Regions from separate parts of the Gossypium hirsutum genome. Here region 2 is linked to region 1. Evidence: chromatin contacts called from public Hi-C data. All regions are on one chromosome and are shown on one strand. Each heading gives the region's core, a stretch centred on a gene start, on an enhancer-like site or on the middle of the called end of the contact. The rest is flanking DNA. Distances are from core to core; before and after follow the strand shown. Region 1 holds the start of LOC107899402 (BEL1-like homeodomain protein 1). Region 2 holds the start of LOC107899420 (NDR1/HIN1-like protein 1).

Region 1 (5,599 bases), core at 849-3,348:
CAACCATTTGATATCAATATGTTGTGCCTAAACAATAAGCTTACGTTGGATGTCTAGAAGAAGTTTGGAATTCAAGAACCTGACTGACGTACTCCAATTGGTAAATTTCATGGATTTGAGGTCTAATAACAAACTAGAGCTTTCAATTAATTAAACAAAGAATCTTCAAGGATTGAAATCTAAAGAAAGACCTTAAAATAGTAGAGTTACAACTTATGAACTTGCTTCTATCCCAGTTTTTTCCATATATATATATGATCTAATTTCCATACCTCATCAAGCATGTTAATTAGCTTAGCTTTCTTCATCTGAATTTCCTGTTTCTCAGCCGTGGTCAGCTCTGCGACGTGTTTCTCACCTGCCTCCCCACCACCAGAGCCATCCCCGGCCACCACCGACGACTCTCCCATAGCCTTACTACTGCTATTGCTATGATTATTTCCACCACCACCCTTCTTAGCCAATAATTCACTCTTTGTAATCCCAGTAGTGTTAACATTAACAACCTCATCAAGAAGCTCTTGAGCAGCCTTCAAGTATTTAGAGCTCAAAAACACACTTTGCACACCCGACACCCTATCGTGCACGCCTGAACCCGAAGAAGCCGACCCGCCTGAAACTGCTTGAGCCTGGGATCCATAACCCGGCTGCTGCTGGGAAGAAAGGGTCAAAGAGAGTCCTTGTTGAGCGCGAGGAGTTTCACGCGCCGATCCGGAAGGGTCAATAGGGTTGTACATGTTGTAATGGACGCGCTGGACGAGGCCATGCAAGGGGGAGATATCGTGTGAGGTAGGGCCTTGATTGGCAGCTGAGGTAGCGGGGAGGGGGATGCCGACGAGTTGCTGAGTTTGGGGCGGAGAGAGGGAGTTAGGGTTGAAGAAAAGGAGGTTGCTGGCCGGGGGTGGTGGAGGGGTATCGGAATACTGAACATAGGCAGGGTTCATAAGTACAAGGGTTTGAAGGCCGTCAGTACTTGCTTGGATTTCAGGGTTCCCATGAAAGTACGTCGCCATCGTATGTTGTTTTCTTTGCTTAATTCTAATATTGTTTTCTACTTTTTCTCTTCACTGAAAAGATCAAAGAAACACCAAATTTATTATTATTATTATTATTATTATTATACTACTTTCATAATCACAAGCACTAGAAAAAGAAAAAAAATTCATCCATAACATCAATAAAGTCTAAACATGTTTTACCTTATTCTCCAGAATAAATCCCCAGACTTTAAATCAACCCATTCCAGAACTTTCTGGGAAAAATGGGGTATTGATGATCTTGGGATGATCAAGTGGATCCTGAGAATTCAGTGGAAAGGAAAGGAGTGATAATCCTCCACAATTAATATATGTATATAAGTAAATATGATTGGCTGGCTCGTCAAGGTTTGGGAACAAGTCTAGAGCTTGAAGACATGGGAATAATAGGAGGAGAAGATGAAGAAAAGGATGAGGGTGAGGGAAGGAAAAAAAGGGAGTATAGGGGAGAAAGTTTTAGTGTTTATATAAAGATAAGAGAGAGAAGGCTGAAATACAGAGATTGAAACAGAGAGAGAGAGAGGGAGAGAATTGATTATAGTAACAGTTAATAAGATTTGTACCTGGTGTGATGGTAATTTGAGTATACACGTGCTTCATCATCATCTTCACTGCAAAATAGAACTTTAAAAAATAATTAAAATTTTGACAAGTAAAAGCTAATATAGTTATAGCTAAAATACCATATAATTTAAATAAACAGAAAGAGATATGATGTATCTATCTGTGGAATTTATGATTTTTTTTTAATGATCTATCAGTAAGTTAGTCCTTTATTGTCAGACTCAATATCTCTGCAACTCCCCCCCCCAATTGAAACCGGAAAAAGTAAAAGTATCAGAGAGATTAATGGGTGACCTTCAATTACTCTTTAATGGGTTTTTAATTAGGTGAAGTACCTGCAAATACAACAAAACAAAGGGAACTTGTGTGATTTGACCCTCCCTTTTCATAAACTATACAAACCAACCACTCTTTTCTTTTTTCTTCTTCTGTGAAAGAAAAAAAAGGAGTGGAGATATGATATGTGTATATATCAAGCTGTTTTCATAAATAATAATTGACACAAGATTTGAAAAAATGTCTCCTTTCACACTGTAAGCTTAATTAAAATAAAAATAAAAAAGAAAATTATGGTAATCATAATAATAATACAAGAAAAAAGAAGAGAAGATGATGAGAGAGGGTAGAAGAGGGTCCTACTCCTCAATTCATACATTAAATATCTCTTTGTCTTTTTTCGTTTTTCACTTTATTTTTTTTTCTCTCTTTTTACATAATTTTGGGGCTAATATTTTTGTGGTTGGATGCCAGTGTTTGAAGATAAAGCAATTAAATTGCCAAGGAACACAGAACCAACCGCCATAACACCTACTTTAATGCTTCAAAAAATGAAATAAATACTAGTAGAGTACATGTATACACTTCATAATTTAATTTCTATTTTTTTCACAAATTTAATTTAATTTCTATCTTTTTTACAAATTTAAAGAATACCCATTGTTTATCTGCATGAGAATTTTGAATTTAATACATATATATATATGAAACCTACCAAAAAGTAAACTGTTTTGATCTGTGAAACAAAACAAAAAACAGTGGGGTCCTAATCAAATGCATGAATGTGTGAATTTGAATCAAGTGCTCCCTAACTGTGTAGGGCCAAATTGAGTTTCTCTCATACCATCCCTAACCCTTCACCAAAACTGTACTACAAAATTACATAAAACAAGAAATCTACTACTAAATTTACACTTTCTGACTTCAAACTTCTTTATTTCTCTCCCAAAATTTGAAATTTTTTAATATATTCCTAAAAACCAAATAAACTTAAAAAAAAATCAAGGTGACTGACAGACAGTAATTGGTATATATAATTAAAAGGAAAAGAATAGTTTGACCAGAGAAAAATGGTGAAGTGCAACAAGACATTGGATACTCATACATAAATTTAGCTTTTTAACATTTATTTTTTATGGGTTATTTTGATCTTTTATTTTTGAAATTTAGTTAAATTATTCGTTTTTTATTAAAAAAATTACTGAATTATTAAAATATTAATGGTATTGATGTGACAATTTATTTAAAATTTTATCTATAAAATGGATAAAATTTTAAAAAATTTACAAACTTTTTTAAATTTTGTTAATTTTTAAATATTTTTATTTTTTAAAATTTTTATGATTTATAAGATGGATTGACATATTAGTGGTCATATTAATACCATTAAAATTTTAACAGTTCAGTAATTTTTTTTTGTCCAAAAATAAATAAGTTAACTAAATTTTAAAAATTGAAGGTTAAAATGATAAAAGAAAAAAAAAGAATAATAGTTCGTATTTAAACTTTTATATTAATTATATAATATTGAATTAATTAACTCTTTGAACAAGAGAAGAGACATTGCAATCACCATCACGGTAACACATTCTCTGATCAAATTAAAGTCATCTTAATTATTAATAATAAGCTAGAGTTCCTAGGATTCTCGCCCCCAATGAAAAGCTTTTCACTTTTAATTGTCAGCTCAGGTAGTGAAAGATCATTAACTTTAACATTCACTGCCATAAAAAGTAAGCTCATCAATTGAAAACTCACCTGAAAGAGAACCCATATCTCTCATGTCGTCAGTCAACTATAAAACTACTTACCCTCAATTTTCTCATTGGCTTAAAAGAGTTGCAACTTTCTATACTTTGTTTTTTCAAAAAAAGAAAATACAGTATAAAATTCATGTTTTTTTTTTACTGCCCGCTGTACTTAAACGAGAAATTCATGCAGTACAATTTTGAGAAGTCTCCTTTCATCCAATTCTGGGCGTAAGTGTACAATCACGTTCTTGCCTTTAGAACAACGTCAAATTTAGTGCATGTGAAATTAAATACTGGTTCAGAGTTGGAATTCAGGAGTTGTATTATCAATTCTTTCACCATTCCATTGTGGTTCATTTTGACCTAATTAAATTACTTTTATCATTGAAAGTTTATGCATTCTGCCGCTTTTTTTTTTCTTCTATTGTTTTTAAGTAAGATCTACTTATCACCTCAAAACTAAACTTATTTTGAGTGAAATTTTTTATGGTACCTTCCAAAAAGTGAAATTTGCTGTTTTTCGCGGTTCAAAAATAGTTAAAAGATCACTAACTGTCTCATTTATTTAATTTTCTTTAATTATCAATTAAGGATATATGATAATTTTTTTAACTTTGTTTCTAAAATTTTTAAAAAAAATCTCGGCAATATATCAAATAATTATTGTTAAGGAATTGTTAAATCACTTTTTTTTTATAATTGAGGGAGGGGAATATAGTTGCTTAGAATCGAAACCAAACTCTCATGCCTACAACATATTACTCTTGCCACTAAACCAAAAGATTATTGTCTTAAATCACTTTTTAAAAAGTCATGTTCCAACATATTTAAAATTCAAATAACTACATTTGCAACTCATTCTCTATTAAAAATCTCATTATTCTCAAAAGTCTCAAAACTTAACTAGAACTTTAATCATTTAACTTATTTTCAAGCACCGCTACCTGCTCAAGCTCAAAGTTTTAATTAAATTTTGAGAGGATTTAAATAAAATATTAGACTCGTTTAAAATATAATTTAATTTGTGCTCCAATATTTGGGCCCAACTCATTTTGAAATATGATATTATAGTATATTATTTTTATATATTATGCATTTATGTCATATAAAAATTATATTTTTAATAATATAATATATAATACTATAATGTAAATATTAAAAAAATATTAAATTATTTATATTTAAAATTTAATGAAAGAGAAAATATTAAAATATTAAATATTAAATTAAAAATACGACGCGGGTGAATTAATCATCTATAAATGAGTGGTGAATTATACTAATATCATAAATTATATAATATATATAAATATATAAGCCAGTCTGCCCTGGCCTATGTTGACCCAATTTTCTTTTAATTTCCTGACAGATTTTTTTGGTTGTTATTTTCCATCTTCTTCAACTTATTCTTTTAAAAAAAAGTTTGCTAGCACTTCAAAGTTAAGTCGCTATTAGCTCCATTTATATAAATATACTTAATTAAATAAATTATTTAATTGAGTTGGGTTTGACTATCAGAGTACATCGTCGTACGGATGAGCTTCCTTGATGGAATCTATGGGACTGCAAACACATGACAGTGGTGTACATCACATCACATCAAACTAACCTCCATTCTTTTTTGGTTAAAAACGTTTTATCAATATATTTTTCTATGATGATGCAAAGCTTACATGAGAGGCATGAAATTCAAATGGTTGTCTTTTTATTATAGTTTACATATATAATTTTATTCTGTTAAAGTTATACGATTCAAATTCTTATTAAATAATATAAGAGATTGTTTGTAAGTTAAATTAAATAAAATATATTTTCTTTCTAGAATATTTAGTATTTATTAGTATAATATATTTATCATTTATTAGCACAATTTATTTAACTTACGAATTTAACCTATAAACAGATACTTTTACAACATTAAAAAACACATCAATCAAAAGATTAAAACTCATAACACTTTTAAAGAATTTT
Region 2 (5,906 bases), core at 2,494-4,993, 570 kb after region 1:
ATTTCCAAGATTATCAAAATCTAAGATCTTTTTAAAATGGGGGCAGATTGTTGGAACATTTTCAAATATTTATAGTATTTCGATAACTATAAATGAAATGATCTAATTAATGAAAAGTTATATCTTTTAGTTATTGATCAAGAGTTATATCACTTGATTTTTGAAAACAAAAATTATAACTACTCAAGAGATATTAGTTCAATAATTATGTCTCTTTTAAAAATGTGATTATTCAAAAAATACTCTTATTGAAATTTTATGTTTCTATAAAGAGACATGAGAATTCCTATATATAGGAGTGAGATTTTATTTGGAAAACATACCAAAAAATTTCAAAAGTTCTTTCTATGCTTCCTCCATCTTTTATTATTTTTAGATTGTTCTATAAAGAATCGTTAGTGCAAAACGTAAATAGTCGTCAGGCTTCATTGTATCCTCAATGTTCATTTACTTGAAACTCATTTGCACACCGAATATAGGTGGGGTGATTAGAACCTTAAAGATAGTGACTTGATACAACACCTTATAACTTTATCTTGTTGCTTCATTTTCTTTTTGTTTGAGTTGTTATTTGTATGTTTGAGATTTTCCACACCAAAATTTTTCATTAACATAATTTAACCCTTTTTAGAAAATAAATAAACAATGTGTTAACAAATGTTTATAGGCATTGAAAAGCTAAAAGCCTAGTACAAAAGAAAACAAGAGAATTAGGACATTTTAGAAGTTGAAACAAGATTTGTGGTTGCTAATTTGTACAAACAAGAAGACAAGGGATGAGAAATCCGCTTAAATCTCAGTGCTCAAAAGCAGACCAGCCTACCACTCAATTTTCTATTTTATTATTTTGTTGGAATTTATTTTAAATTAAATTACCCTAATAATTTATTTTATAAGAAAAACCTCAAAAAGCTTGGGTCTGCCTAACTATTTAATAGTTAGAAAAGTCTTGTTCAACTATTCTCCCCTTACGAACAAAAGCAGGTCTGCATTTCATTTTCACTGAAAAAGAATCCCAAGCCCTCCTTTACCAACACTAACCTTTTACACTGTAATAGTCTCGATTCTACTAGATTTTTATCTTCGTTTTGAACTCCTATTATAATCCACTCTCAATTTTATTTATTTATATTTGAATTTTAAGTGATTAAATTTAAAGAAAAATATGGAGGATGAAGATGATCTGCATCATAACTTTATTCACTCTCGCCCTTTCATGTCAAGTTGACGTGTCGGCCAACCCGACAGCTTTCGCACTCAGTGTGAATAATGTTTGTGACAGGACAATGGCGCGTATCATGCACACGCAGCCTCAGCAACTGGTTCCAAAACCCTTTTAATTCGAAGACAAAGTATGAAGTTTCAAACTCAAATCGGAATTTTTCTCCTTTCTTACAGCCTTGACTCATTTATACATCAATTTTGTTTTTTAACTATAAATTAACAAATTAAATACTAGAATTTTACCCGTAATTTCGGCCATCTAAACATTCATTAAATTTATACTTTGAAAATTCAATGCTAAAAATAAAATAATATAGGGAGATTTTAATTACGTTAACAAAATTTATATTTGGTAGTACTCTGCTGAGATGTAATGTATATTCTGGAACCTCAAATAAATAAGTAGGTAGGCCGAGCTGGAAGCTTCCCTGTTATGACACCATTTGCTATTATTTTACTTTTCCTTTTTCTTTCTTTCTTTTTTGTTTGATAATCACTTTTTCTGCTATCTTTTGATTTAGAATATCTTTTTATAATCTTCTTTTGGTTTAGAATTAACTGTTGAATGTTGAACTCAATAATTCATAAAGTTGCTATTTTTTCTTTTTAATTTTCTTTTTCATATGGACTATGGAATCCCAAATTATTTTAAATCTACTTTTTTTTTGGTTTGTTTGTTTCCAGGATTGATTAACAAAAAGTGAGCTTCCCTTTCTTGACTTGACATTGCACAATTACATGAGTAATTTTTGTAGCACCATCCATGAATTTTCTTTTAATTTAATTTTTTAAGTCAAATTCACATTACTTTTTTTTATATATAAATTTAAAGTACTTTACCATTATTTTTTAACTAGTCAACTAAACCACCAATGTTATAGTAAAGGATTTACGGTCATCTAGATAAAAATGGACACCTGTAAAATATTATAAATTAATATAGTGAAATTATAGTTTGATTTCTTCAAAATAATAATAATAATATTTCAATTCTCATATAAATAAATAAATTAAAATTTGATATATAAAAAAATTATACTTTAACTTTCTAACAAAGTAAAATAATTATATTTAATCTTTAAAAAAATATGAAATTATAAATTTATAATGTTTCTAAAAATGGGCAAATGACCAAAAAAAGCTTTTTTTTTCAAAAATTACTGAAATGGGCCAATTATCTAATTATTTATCGGAATGGTCCATTTTTCGCGAAATCGCGTCCACGTCAGCGCGATGTCAGGGTACGCGCCAGGAAATCGCGTCCACGTCAGCGCGATTAGCTGACGTGGACACAAATCGCGCCCTCTAGGACGCGATTTGTTAACGTGGCATCAGTTTATGTTTTTTAGCTTGGAAAACTTTGAAAGGCCATAACTTTTTGCTCGGTTGTCTCATTGAGACGATTTTTTTTATTTTGAATAACTTTTCGAGATCTACACGCTGACAAACAGCCGAAGGCGGTTTGCCGCACTTTTCATCGAAAAAGATCATTTTTTGCCCCTAAATTTTGATTTTTTCGGTTTAAAATTGAATTTTGAAACATTCAAATAATTATTTTCCTTATTTATTTGGAGTAAACATCGGATTTTTTTTACAGAATTGTTGTATTATTTTTTCTGATTTGACACGTTTATGGAATAGGTCCGATAAATTGTTAAAACGTAGGTAATATAATTAAGATAATAACAGTATTTTAATAATATGTCAATTAATTAGTTTAGTTTAGTTGGTTAATATGCTTGCTCTTTTCCTTTAGTACCTTGGTTCAAATCTTGTTGGAAACAATTTTGAATTTTTTTTGTACTTGTTGCTATTGATCTAATATAGAAGAGTTAATTGATTCAAAAAAAAATGTTACCAACAAGATTTGAACCAAGGTACTAAGGGAAATGAGCATGCTATTAACCAACTAAACTAAACTAATTAATTGACATATTATTAAAATACTGTTATTATCTTAATTATATTACCTACGTTCTAACAATTTATCGAACCTATTCCATACACGTGTCAAATCAGAAAAAATAATACAACAATTCTGTAAAAAAATCCGGTGTTTACTCCAAATAAATAAGGAAAATAATGATTTGAATGTTTCAAAATTCAATTTTAAACCCAAAAAATCAAAATTTAGGGGCAAAAAAGGATCTTTTTCGATGAAAACTGTGGCAAACCGCCTTTGGCTGTTTGTTAGCGCGTAGATCTCGAAAAGTTATTCGAAATAAAAAAAATCGTCTCAATCGGACAATCGAGCGAAAAGTTATGGCCTTTCAAAGTTTTCCAAGCTAAAAAACATAACCTGATGCCACGTCAGCAAATCGCGTCCTAGAGGGCGCGATTTGTGTCCACGTCAGCAAATCGCGCTGACGTGGACGTGATTTCCTGGCGCGTACCCTAACATCGCACTGACGTGGATACGATTTCGCGGAAAATAGACCATTCCGATAAATAATTAGATAATTAGCTCATTTTGGTAATTTTTGAAAAAAAAAGGGTTTTTTTTGGTCATTTGCCCTCTAAAAATATCAGATTTATTATTAATTCATTATAAAAATGAATAATGCGAATACATATTATGTAAGCATATACCGTTATTATATGTATGTATGTATAAAAAAAAGGAACACTTTTACCTTAGCACACCCTTGAGTACTCTACACTGAGAGGTAGTGCTTTAATATAAATTCAATTATTGATCCATTACACATCCACTAAAAATTTTGTTTTATATAAATATCAATTACACTAACCTCAACACCGCAGCACGTTCATTTCATTATACAAAAAAAGCAGATAGATAGGTTGAACTCCCTTTTTCTCCCCTTAGAACCAAACTTTCACCGACCTTCACTTTCTGCCTACCATGACGGCCAAGGATTGCGGCAACCATGGAAAAGGCCGGCGGCAGCGCATCCGAAGGCTCTTCGGTTGCCTTCTAGTCTTCCTCCTTATCGTTCTCATCACAATCCTTATCATATGGGCAATCCTCCGCCCCGCAAAACCCCGCTTCATCCTCCAAGACACCACCGTCTATGCTTTCAACGCCTCCACTCCCAATTTCCTCACTTCTAATTTCCAAGTCACCGTATCCACGCGAAACCCCAATGACAGAATCGGGATTTACTACGACAGGCTCGTCATCTACGCCACCTACAGGAACCAACAAACCACCCTTAGGACAGCTCTCCCTCCAACATACCAGGGTCATAATGAGATCAATGTTTGGTCCCCTTTCATCTACGGGAACATGGTCCCTATAGCTCCCGATTTCTCCGTCGCTTTGAAGTCCGAACAAGCTGCCGGAACGATCTTCATGGTGATCAAGATTGATGGACGGGTGAGATGGAAAGTTGGGACTTTCGTTTCAGGCAGGTATCATCTCAACGTTAGGTGTCCGGCTTATATCACTTTCGGGAGCAAAAACAACGGCGTTTCTGTCGGAGAAAACGCTGTTAAGTACCAGCTCGTCACCAGATGCAGCGTCAGTGTGTGAGAGAGCACTCATCAATATCAACAAAGAAGAAGACCAGGCAACTAACGCCGTTTAATCTATATTAAATCTCTCTCTCAGTTTCTTACTTCACGCCGTTAGTATATTTTATTTATTTTCTTTATAAGGGGAGGAGGAAATTGTACATTTTGCTATAGAATAAATGAAAAATGGAAAATTGAAAGCTAAAGCAAAATCTACAATTAAAGAGAAATTGTTTTCCATATCTAAATAAAATGAAATAGTGACATCAAGAAGAAATAATTTTCCGTAGCTTGTAGAATCGCAATTAGTGGAGGTTGTGCTGTCTGTTTCTTCACCTACAAATTGGCTTCTTTTCAAAACATTGGATCTTTAAATTTTATTTTTCCTAAGAAGAAATAGGAATATTTTCTACCTTAATTAGGGTGTCGCTTGTAATTTTTAGATATATAATTTAGTAAAAGCACTGTCGGTAACATGTTTGGGACATTGGGAAGGATAGGGTGTTTTGGCACATGGAAATGGAATTAGTGGTCCTTTTCACTCAACCTAATTATAATTGCGTGTTAGAAAAGGACCTTTTGTAATTTGTCTACTCTCAAAATCAGTCCTTATCCTAACTTTAATTTATTCATTTTTCCAATCCCACCCTTCAGGCCTATACTGTAGCACTACTTAAATAAGTCATAAATATTCTATTTTAACAACATTTTCAATGCTTTTTCTTGCTTGTTTCATTTTATTTCACAATTACTCTCTTGTATTAAGAGTGAGGTGGGGGGTTTTATTTGCATGTTGCCCATTTTTTATGAATCAACACTCCAGCCATGTGTGAGTTGAAATAATTATAAAATACAGGTAGAGAGGAATTTAAGATCCATCACATGCACTTCTCTTACACATTTGGGAATTTCTTATATGTCCTTCCATTTTTCTACATGCATACCATGTTTTATTTTCTATTAATAATTTTTAATTAACATTATATATACTTATCACCAATCAATCAAACAAATATTAAGTTGAAAAATAACTAAAATCTTATTTTTTTTATAGAATAACACATTAATATAAAAATATTTTTATTTTTATAAAATATTATTTTATTGAAATTTCAACTTAAAGAAACTTCAATTTCTAAAGCTTCAACATAACTATTCCATCCAAAGCAACACCACTTAATTTTTGTATAATTTTAACATATATAGTT

What was found. A called contact is a pair of places that touch in the nucleus more often than the background predicts.
Region 2: a contact with region 1 is called in a Hi-C map of leaf, with 2.2 times the contacts expected there. The contact joins the promoter of LOC107899420 here to the promoter of LOC107899402 in region 1. A contact is called at or near these places in 2 of 34 Hi-C or Micro-C datasets (callus and leaf).

The regions. Positions count from the first base shown.
Region 1 is chrD04:32,600,422-32,606,020 of Gossypium_hirsutum_v2.1, forward strand. It overlaps LOC107899402 (BEL1-like homeodomain protein 1), which reads right to left and starts at 2,099. Exons shown (of 7, transcript XM_041091301.1): 1 at 1,937-2,099; 2 at 1,601-1,648; 3 at 1,200-1,298; 4 at 273-1,067. The coding sequence starts at 1,013.
Region 2 is chrD04:33,168,825-33,174,730 of Gossypium_hirsutum_v2.1, forward strand. It overlaps LOC107899420 (NDR1/HIN1-like protein 1), which reads left to right and starts at 3,744. Exons shown (of 1, transcript XM_016825131.2): 1 at 3,744-4,987. The coding sequence starts at 4,088. The coding sequence ends at 4,717.